3 separate regions of the Mus musculus genome follow, and regions 1 and 2 are each linked to region 3. Evidence: chromatin contacts called from public promoter capture Hi-C data. All regions are on one chromosome and are shown on one strand. The core of a region is the stretch at or near the end of the contact, and the rest is flanking DNA. Distances in the headings are between cores, read along the strand shown.

Region 1 (3,247 bases), core at 559-3,058, 2.1 Mb after region 3:
GCCATAGCCCAGAGGGGATCAAGGCTACACCTGATGCATGTCACTGAACAAGGTAATATTTAAGAGTTTCCTAAGTAATATTGGTTTTGAAGGCCAGAATAGATCACAGAGAGCAGCTGATGCTTGGCACTGGGAGAAACTGGGAAAGGCCATTCTTAAAGCCTCAATGGCAGTTGAAGCCCAAGGATTGCAGAGGTCATGGAAAGAAGCTGAGATTTGGCACCATGTGGCAGAATTAGTGTCTCCAAGGAGAACCCAAGAGAAGCCAAGGTGAAGGTCAGCCCTGTTCAGTGGACATCAGCGTTTCGGAGATGCTACTACCATGAGATGACCACCAAAGACAGCAGTAGCTATGGAGTGGAGCTGGCCTGAGCCTATTAGATGAGCTAGGTGTGATGTAGATGGCAGAGCAGAGAGGTGGAAACATAAAATCCCTTTGGATTCCAGTTAGTTCCAGGTGGCTGACACTGCACACTGATTCTCCTCCCTCTCCTTCTCCCTCTCCCTCTCCCTCCCCCTCCCCCTCTCCTCCCTCCCCCTCTCCCTCTTCTCCCTCTAGGTTCCTGCCTTGAACTCCTACCTTGACTTCCTTCAGTAATGGACTATGATATGAAATGTAAGACAAATAAACGCTTTCTTCCACAGTTGCTTTTGTTCATGGTGTTTTAGCCCAGCAATAGAAGGCCTAACTAAGGCCTTAGTTGTTTGTTTGTTTGGGACTGAAACTTTGTAGAGCAGCACAGTGGTTAATTGAAATATGAAGGTATTGGCTACAGTACCTGACACATAGCCATCATTGTGTTCTTTGAGGGGGCCTGCTAGTTTATTCACTGTATTTACTAAGAGACAACTCTGCATTGCTCTCTAGATGGGTTGTGAACAGTGCTTTTATGTATCCCCCAATCCAGAGAAAGAGGCAGATATTGACCAAATCACCAAACATCCTATCAATTCATGAGAGCAGGATCTGAAAAGGTCTATGATGGTGATGGAAAAGTACAAAAATAGAGCAGGCAGGACAACACACAAGCAGGATGCTGACCCTTGCTGAGGAGTAGCCTTTGAACTGTGTTCTGCAACATGAGTCAGAGCTAGCTAGACAACAAAGGTCAGAGTTCAAACAGCAAACCCCAACCTCCAGAGGAGGCTGGGCAAAGGATGTCTGGGACTGCCTGACCACCACACTTAGATGCAAAGCTTTAGTGGTCTTGTCAGCACCTTGTGTGTTTCCTTTATCCTCCTGACCAAAAACATATATGTGAGTCTTCCCAACATTCTTCCAACTAGTACTGCTAAATCCAAGAAGGCAAAGTGAGGGAGAAGAAAAGGCAAACTTGTGTATACCTCTGTCTTGGATGTTTACAGGTGCGTCACCTCCAGATGGAAGAAGAGCTTAGTCTTTAGTTGTCTTTGCGGTTTCTCGGGGTAAGAAGTTGAGATGTCTGTTTGTATGGGTTTCTGAATGTATGTAATTCCAGCCTCACTGGTAATCTTCCACAGTGCAATAACACTCGGGGTTCCATTTATTGGCTTGTTTTTTCCATTAGTCACAGCTGGGTTTTTTTTCTGTTATTTTTTTCCAAGCAATTAATATATTTATTTATTTTGTCCTGGCAGTCTGGAGCAGCTGGACTTTGGGTACAAAGTCTTATATCAAGCTGAACTGATGTTTAGAAAACAAATTGAACTAGATTTACTTTCTTACAAATTCACTCTTGGTCAAATAAAACCATTTGGGGGAGGGAGGTATACACTTTTTTTAAAAAAGTTTTTGTGCCAACAACAATTAGCACAAGCCAGTTGCCCTTCACAGATGTTTGCTCAATTGCTGCCTTCTCTCAGAACATGGCCAGGAAGATGAAAAGGTCCATCTAGAGTTCGGCTAATTGAAAAAGGCTGCAGAGACGTGACCTCCAAAAACACATCCCAGAGTTCTGTCAGAAGACCAGGGAAGGTGAATTTTCCAATTCCTTTTGACCTTAGCTGGGAGGACTAAGCTCCTAAACAAGCCAGACTCCAGGATTCAGACACTCTAATGTGAACCACAAACCCTAAACCCACACTGAATCTAGCTGAGGACCAAAGAGCTAAATTGTATATTTATAGGCCTTTTTTAAAAATAAAGAACACTCGTCCTGTGTGGTGCTGCCAACAAGATCTTTTTCAGTTGTGCCGCTCTCTCTTTTACAACGCTGCCTAAGTAAGCCTGCCAGCCAGACCTCTGTAGTCCATTCCAAGATGATTCTGAGAACAGCAGCACAAAGCTTTAGGAAGTTGGAGTTGTAGGATTTGTAAAGAACCCTTCTTTGGCTGTCAGCAGGAATTCACAGAAATACTAATGGCCGTCTATGGGTGGCCACTGGGGGTTGGGGGAAGGAAGACACATTTTTTTAACACTTTTTTTCTAATGATGAAGACTAAATCCAGGGATACATATTCTACACATAAATGGGTATATAAAGTGATTCTGCTGATTGGCTCTGACATAACTTTAAAGTTTACTTCCTTAATTGGGTTAAACATCTCCACACTGGGAACTCTGGATCATAGGTTTTCTAATAACTTTATTATATAAATAGTACGAAAGTGAATAGCAACCCAGTTTTTGTCTTCAGTTTCATATGGTCTAATTTAGTTGACTTTAACTTGGTAAAATGTGACTATGTGTCAGTTTAGATTCAAGGTTAACATCAGTTAGTTGTGTGAGTCCTGTCCCGAGTCATTGCCTGCATAGCATCTGCACAGGACATAGCATCTGCACAGGAAACTGTAGATTGCCCAAGGTCACACAGAGAGCCATGTCTTCCAAAAGTCTTATTCCAAACAATTTCTCCCTGGAGCACCAAACTGATATTTATTAACAACAATCGACACCTATTGGGTGCCTCTTGGAAATCTAGTGTTGAACAGTCCTTTTAACAACACGTCCTAGCCGGGCGTGGTGGCACACGCCTTTAATCCCGGAACTCAGGAGGCAGAGGCAGGTGGATTTCTGAGTTCGAGGCCAGCCTGGTCTACAGAGTGAGTTCCAGGACAGCCAGGGCTACACAGAGAAACCCTGTCTCGAAAAAACAAACAAACAAAAAAAACAAAAAAAAAACAACACGTCCTTACGATACTCCTGCAAGGTGAATGTTGTTATCAGGATATACTGCCTCATTTATTTGTGGATCTCATCTCCATTTTTATATGGAGATTAGAAGTCTACAGTGTGTGGCCCTCTATCACTGAAGGGCTAAGTCTTCCA
Region 2 (3,724 bases), core at 609-3,108, 2.6 Mb before region 3:
TCACTATGAGAGAATGTTCCCATCATGCATATTCTTTCCCTTGCTGTCTGTCCGCTCCTTCTTTCCTGACCCTACACCAACTGCTTCCGCTTTCCAACGCCCTTAGCATGTTACATTTAATGATTTTGTTTGTTCAAAAAGTCACCGGAGCCTCTCTTCCGTCAAGTGTGATTAAGTCACTCTACTCTGGCTTTCTTTGCTGTAGGGGACAGGGAAGGAAGCTGGGACACAACCATTGTTTACCTGCCATTTAAGAAGCATTTAGCATCTGGTATTTTACTTAGTTCTCACAATAGCCTTGGAAAGAGTGGAATTATCTGAATTCACAGATGAAGTAAATACCATTACATTAAGAAACTTTTCTGGTGTTTATGTGTCTACTAACAAATGAAAGTTCCAGGTGGGACCTGATTTCCCCATACTATGGCCTTTTTCTGCTTTACAGCAGGAAAATGGTTGTTTTAAAGCAAGAGTCTTTTAGCCAAAATCCTTCGAGTTTTTCCCGATTCTTAATGAAGTAGGGTGGGGTTTGGCTCAGTGTTTGGTGTAGCTATACCTAAAAGTAAAATAACTTTGGGAATTAACATTTATTGATAATTTATTATAAACCAAAAAAATATGGCCATAAAAGTATGGGTTCTACTTATAAGCTTTTTATAAACCACGAAACATAGTTCATAGAATTTCTGAGTCTGCTTTGATTCAGTAAATGGTGCTTGGCCACTGCCTTGGTGACAGGTAGCCGTTGTGGTGGTGCAGGCTGCACGGTCTCCTTTCTCTGTTTAAGGTACCTGCAAGGAGCATGGAAGCAGACAATTGTTTGCCCAGAGACCTAGAAACTAGTGATTTTGTTTGTGTCAGAGTTCAAGATGCCTCTCTTCACTTAAGTATGATGATGTCACAGAGGTGACAGAGGTGACAGAGGTGAAGTTGCGCCTGCCCTCAGGGTGTGTGCAGTGGGGTTAAGGAATAGTTGCACCTGTTTCCAATACTGAGGGCTCAATGCACACGTAAAGTCACATTGTGAGTTATTAATGTTGGTACTTGTGACTGAGGAGAGAAGAAATACGAGGCAGAGGAATGTGTGAGCTGTGGAAGGCCAGCTGGCCAGGCCTTGCATTTGGTTTGGAGGGCTGGTTAGATTTGCCTACATGGGAAGAGCTTGCTCAAGTAGAGATGAGGAGGCAAGATGACCGCATGTTCATGGGTTGAAATCTCTGCCTCTGACAGAAATTTTCTGCTGGAGCCATGCAGATGATTGACAGTTAGGCTGGAGAGGGGTATTGTCAGACTGTGAGCAGTACGGTGTCTATGTGAGTGTGTACTGCTCACAAAGAAAGGCAGGACTCTTTGATCTAATGAGAGGTGATTGTAAGGACAGTACTGAACACTTACTGCCTATTTATCCTACCAAGTAGCCTTTATTGTACAATAGCTATGCAAGGTTTAGAATGTCCTTCATTGACAATTCAGTACTGTACACTACTGACAGAAAGTGTGGCCTTCATGGACCTACATTTACATGAGAGATAGATTGATGATAAAATAGGTAAATTCTCGGGCTGGCATTAAGGAAGAACAAAGAGAGCTGTGAGCTGGGAGGACACTCGGAAGAGAGCATCACATTTTCAAGCTTGTTTCTCTGTGTGTCCTTTGTATTAAATCGGGAAGGTAATAGATGGGAGGAAGTCTCTGGAGAATTTTAAATGTAAAATAATGTTCCTAGTCATAACCATAGTACAGGGCAGAGGGAAGACCAATGCCACGGGGACCAACTGGTGGGCAACCGCACCTCTACATAGATCCTGTAATCGTTGATATCATGTAGGTCTGCTGGGGGGGAGGGGATCAACGTGGGGAAGAAAATCAAAAATTACCATTTTCTCATGCATGCCTTCCCAGAACTCAGAACCCAAATGTAAATCTCTCACAGAATTGATGGGACCTGAGGGGACTGGATTTGACTAGGAAATGACAACACTGGACAGCTGTGGTTTCCCATGCTGAGTGGACAGTGTGGTGAGGAATTTAATTAAAAATGAAAATTCGGTAGAATTTTGTGATATGCTGTTGAAGTACATACATAAAGTAAATAATGTCGAAGTAGTGTCAGGAGTAGTGTCAAGGCATTTAATTCTAGCACTTGGGATGCAGAGGCCAGTCTGGTCTACAGAGTGACTTCCAGCAAAGCTAGAATGACACAGGTAATCCCTGTCCAGAAAAAAAAAAAAAGAAGTTTTCAAACTTCCAACATACTACAGAGGTACAAAGTATTGTATTTTATTTTAGCGTTGGGATTTTTATTGTAATATTACATGATGTTTGCTTGTGTTTTGTGTTCTTTAAACCTTAAATTTTTCCTTTTAGTTTTATCTTACTGATTTTTACAATGCATTTACTTATGTATTGCTTATGAGCCAGGGCCTTCAGTTTAAGTAGCAGAAGATGACACTGAACTGATCCTCCTGTCTCTACCCCAGGTGCTGGGACCACTGAGCCAATTTTACATTTTATATATATATAAAAAGATATGGTCTGAAACTGAGTGACAGCCTTCCCTAGAGTATTAGTCCCCTGGAAAGCCAGTAGTGTCTCTGTCTGGACTCTGAGCGATGTAGAAAGTGAAGGCAAAATTGCTAAGTGCCAGCCACTGCCTCAGTACTGGCTGGTGGTCACATGCTGTGTGTTCCTAACACCATACTCAAGATGTATAGCCTCTGCCAGCCTCACCCACACAGACTAACCCCTGGCTCCTATTTCTCCCAAGTACTGAGTCACAGCTTCTCTGGCACTCTTGGTTCATGGTCCTCCAACTACAGTTTTTTTTTTTTCTAGTAGTCCTAGAATGGAAGATATTCTGCGAGTAGTGAATCCAAAACTGGAATACATTTTGGATATAAGGACACAATGCTGTTTGAAAAGATGTCATACATTAGAAGGAAGAATCCTATTTCTGTTATATTTTAATAATCACAGTCACTCGCAAATGGGTCAAGTGTATCTTGACATGAAACTTCTCAAACTGTCCTGTTTCTGTTCCATTGATTTGCAGTTGACACTTGCTAGTTTTGAATCACACCAGACACAGCCAACCTGGTTTCACAAAGCTAAGATGTGAGGGAGGGAGGTGTACATAGCTGAGCCAGTGCTGGAACAAGCCTTCACCATGGCATATCCCCTGAAAGCTTGAGGTCCCCTAGAGCATTCTGTCACTTGGTGCCCTGAGGTGGCTTGACCCCCAAGAGCCATCCTTTTATATCATCTCTTCTTGGCCTCATTTTTAAGAGGAACAGCTCTGAATCTGCACTGGCTTTTGCTTCTTATTTCTCATTTTAAACTCCTGGGGTCTGTTAAAGTCTCTCCAGGACACTTCATTGTCCTGCAATGTATCGTTTAGCCAGTTAGTAAAGTGTCTTATTTGTTAAGCTTTGAGAATCTTGGGCCAGGTTCATGTGGAGTTAACCTTTAATCTCTGTGAGTTTGAGACCAGGGTTTTTTGAGACAGAGTTGGCTATCCTGGACTCATTTTGTAGACTAGGTTGACTCATTTTGTACACTAAGCTGGTCTTGAACTCACAGAGGTCCACCTGCTTCTGCCTCCTGAGTGCTGTGATTAAAGGCATGTGCCACGCCACACCTAGCATAACCATGTTTTTACAGGAGTAAAACATTGTAGCTTATGTGGATACCTTGATAATGAAAAAAAAAGAAAAAAACAACTGAC
Region 3 (3,388 bases), core at 359-2,858:
CTATCTATTAACCCATCCATCAGTCTATCCACCTCCATATATATATATATACACACACACGTGTGTGTGTGTGTATTCACACATTCATCAAGAACCCAATAAATTGTTTTCTATGCCTATGTCCTATTGCTTTTCCCAATGGCAGAGCTTAGAGTGTTAACATAGCCAACAAGATTCTTGCTCTCGAAGTATCACCTAATGATTAAACTTTTCTAAGAATCATTTCCCTAAATGCCTATAATGTAACATTTGCTCTTTTTCTTTAAGGATGGGAAACATCAAATGACAGAAAGGGCTACAGTGTTAAAGTTTTAACAATCTACAGAATTTAAAATACTAGCATCCTGAGGACTGGAGGTGTGGCTCAATGGTGGAGCTCTTGATAACATTTATAAAACCTTCCCTTTGATCCTCAACTCTGGAAAAAAGAACATTATTATTCTGAGATGATATTTGAAGTGAATAGGAATCTCATTTGGAAAATTAGATCATTATAAAATGAAATTGGATCAAGTAAACATTGGCAAACCATGAACTAAAATCCAATACTCTTTTACTCTTTCTTAAATGTTTTATTAAAATTATAAGCTTATTTATTTCCCAATAAATTATATATTTAGTGTTTTCTACTATTTATTTCAAGCTTCCTAACTACAGTTTGTAGACACTTCTTTTGATGATGGGGACCCTGCTTTTTTATTAAAACAGTGGGTTTTTTTAGCCTATTAAGATATTGGTGAAGAATATCTCTTCATCTCTTCTAAGAATAATTGAGTATAATTGATATTTCCTTTCTTAGCATGACGATAAGCTGTTTAATTTAAACTGGTAACTATCAGCCGAAGAGGCAAAGAAACACTTTTTAAACTAAGAGAACACATACTGGTTTACCTCTCTGAAGATAATGCCAGGGGTATTGTCCTATTTTGATGTTGACAGTCCAGAAAATATCTAAATATCCTGCCCCGAAATGTTCTTTGAGTCATTCAAAATGATATCATGTGCAGGCACCAAAGCTTCCCAGTCACACAGTTGGTTAACATTGGAAAGAAAAGTTAGAGGCAGACAAACTCAGGCTCTGTGCTCTCACCCAAGCTTAGACGGAGTCTGCAGAAAACCCAGATGACTGCACACTTGCTTAGGCAGAGCATCTAGTCAGTTCATGTCACAGAAAGAACCCCTCTAAATATTACTCTTCTCAGCTTAGGTTTGCTCCACACACGCATACATAAACTTGCATCAAAAACTTGTAATTTTTTAGTTATGTTTAACAAGATCTGCATTACCAGTGGTGAATGTGAATATGCTAAGGGGAACTATCTATATCTTGTTAGATTTAGTCAAAGATGTGTCTTTTAAATTTAAAATTAAAAGTACTAATGTACTAGTATTTTTTTCATGCTGTGTAATCATGAAGGTATTGAATACTAGAAATAAATTAAGACAAATTTAAAAAATGTTTCCATACCTTCTCCTTATTCCAATGATAAACCATATGCAACAGCTCACTACCACAGCAATCCCCCAGATCAAAGAAATGCTCATCATTTTGCAAAAGCAGGAAAACGTCCCAAGGGGAGAATCTGTGCTTAGCAAAGCAAGACGGTCCAGAAACTGTGGCTCTAACTAGGCTTTATATATGCACAGGACCATGATCCAATAACTTGAACTTGGGTGACCAGAGCAAACACTAACTATTTGTCCTCCTAAAAAAAAGAAAAAAGAAAAAAGAAAAAAATAGCATTATCTGGCCTTGAACTAAGTCCATCTTCTCAGAAGAGGCTCCAGAACAAGCAGAGAGCTGCAATAGTCGATAAGCCGAAGGTCTGTCCCTCATGTGCTGACATAACATTCAAAGCTGGGGACAACAGCTAACACTGTGCTTCTGTGTGTAGAAAAAGAAGTAAACACACTACAGAAGAGCTCACCTACCAAAGATGTGGAGTGTGTTGTAAAGCAAAACAGGCAGAAGCTTTCCATCCTGGCTTTAATACTGGCTGTCCATGTCATTAACCTTTGGGGAAAATTATTTAAATTAATTTCCAGAAGTATACAGCAACCGATCCTAAAGGATGTGAACGGTGTGGAACAGTTTGTTTTGTTTGTTTCTTTGTTTGTTTGTTTTTGCTTGATTGTTCAGTGTGTTTATAAAGCCACAGGTGCTTCATGTAGTCTATCTACTATCGTCGAAATAGAAAACCTCCCAGCACTCATCTTCTAGGCAGCCATAGCTTGAGAATTCACTCTTTACCAATTTTTATTTGTAATTAAGATGTACTTTTATTTCAAATAAAGACTACAACACTTCTTGTCAAAGTAAATATGAATTCATAATTTACCTCTTATACTACTCATAAACTGGTATACAACTTTCCCAACTTTACTCAGCATAATCTTTCATTTTGTGCTGAAGATTGAACCAATGGCCCCACTCCTCCAAGGCAAGCACTCTACCGCTGATTTACACCCCAGCTCCCTACTTAACATAAATATTAATTGAGCATTTTTATGTTCCAGGAACTCTTTGAAGATATTCTGGTTTCAGGTACTAACAAGACAGGGAGTTTCTCTACTGAAGATTGTATTTTGATGGGGAGACAGCAAATATGTGTTGTGTATCCATAAAATGAGGTGTATAGGGATAAATATGGCTTTAAATATGTTGATAGGAGAAGCTTTTTTGAAAAGATGATACTTGAGATAGAATAGCTAAGGAAAGACATTTCCAGGAGAGGGGACAGCAAAGGTGAAGTTCCTGAGCAGAGAGAGGATGAACTTGGTGTGCTAAAACACAGAATGAACAAATGGAGGATAGAAGATGGAGTTGGGTTTAAGAAAGAGACTAGAAGATAAGCAAAAATTAGTTCATATAGGGCTGCTTCTATATGCTTCATATAGAGTGGAGAGAGGATTGGACCTATTGCCTTGGAAGGCAAAATACCAGTGTAATGTTTTGAACATTTGAAAATCCAAGGGACAATGTCAATTTCTCAGCTGAGTATAAGAATCTGAGGTAAGGAGAAAGGAAAACATCAGTGATGTAGATGTTAAGCCGTCAGCATTTTTGATATTTAAAGCCAAGCGACCCTCTCAGGTCACCTAGCAGAAGCAGTAGGTAGAGTATGACACTAGGCCAGAGAGAGTGCATTCTATTCCCCGATGCCAGGAAAAGGGGAGAAAAGAAAACAATAAAAGAGAAATAAACTGTACAAATATGTCTCTGGATACATATCTGTATAGTGTGTGTATTATTATTATTATTATTATGTATTTAATCTGAATAAAACTATCTTAGTGAACAACTTATTCAAATAATTCTTTTTTTAAGACTTATTTATTTTATGTACATGAGTCTGTATATATGCCTGAAGGCCAAAAGAAGGGTTGA

The links. Promoter capture Hi-C pulls out the DNA fragments that hold promoters and counts their contacts.
Region 1: a contact with region 3 is called in a promoter capture Hi-C map of liver, with 5 times the contacts expected there. The contact joins the enhancer-like site here to the promoter of Cyp7a1 in region 3. A contact is called at or near these places in 6 of 39 promoter capture datasets (the C10 cell line, the HPC-7 cell line, hippocampal neurons and 2 more) and 1 of 9 other capture datasets (liver).
Region 2: a contact with region 3 is called in a promoter capture Hi-C map of liver, with 6 times the contacts expected there. The contact joins the promoter of 6330407A03Rik here to the promoter of Cyp7a1 in region 3. A contact is called at or near these places in 2 of 39 promoter capture datasets (both in liver).

What each region holds. Positions count from the first base shown.
Region 1 is chr4:8,360,398-8,363,644 of GRCm38.p6, forward strand. No RefSeq gene overlaps it. Among named protein-coding and RNA genes, the nearest start is that of Gm42252, 58 kb to the right of the region's middle. Within about 2 kb of position 1,809, at least 10 of the 459 cell types and tissues checked have an H3K27ac peak or open chromatin away from gene starts, as enhancers often do. A contact at or near this core is called in liver, where this site is marked.
Region 2 is chr4:3,713,106-3,716,829 of GRCm38.p6, forward strand. It overlaps 6330407A03Rik (RIKEN cDNA 6330407A03 gene), which reads left to right and starts at 1,859. Exons shown (of 1, transcript NR_028126.1): 1 at 1,859-3,708. All of the region lies in intron 1 of Lyn (LYN proto-oncogene, Src family tyrosine kinase), which reads left to right.
Region 3 is chr4:6,274,024-6,277,411 of GRCm38.p6, forward strand. Cyp7a1 (cytochrome P450, family 7, subfamily a, polypeptide 1) reads right to left here and starts at 1,609. Exons shown (of 6, transcript NM_007824.3): 1 at 1,469-1,609. The coding sequence starts at 1,548. RefSeq lists a promoter at 1,577-1,927.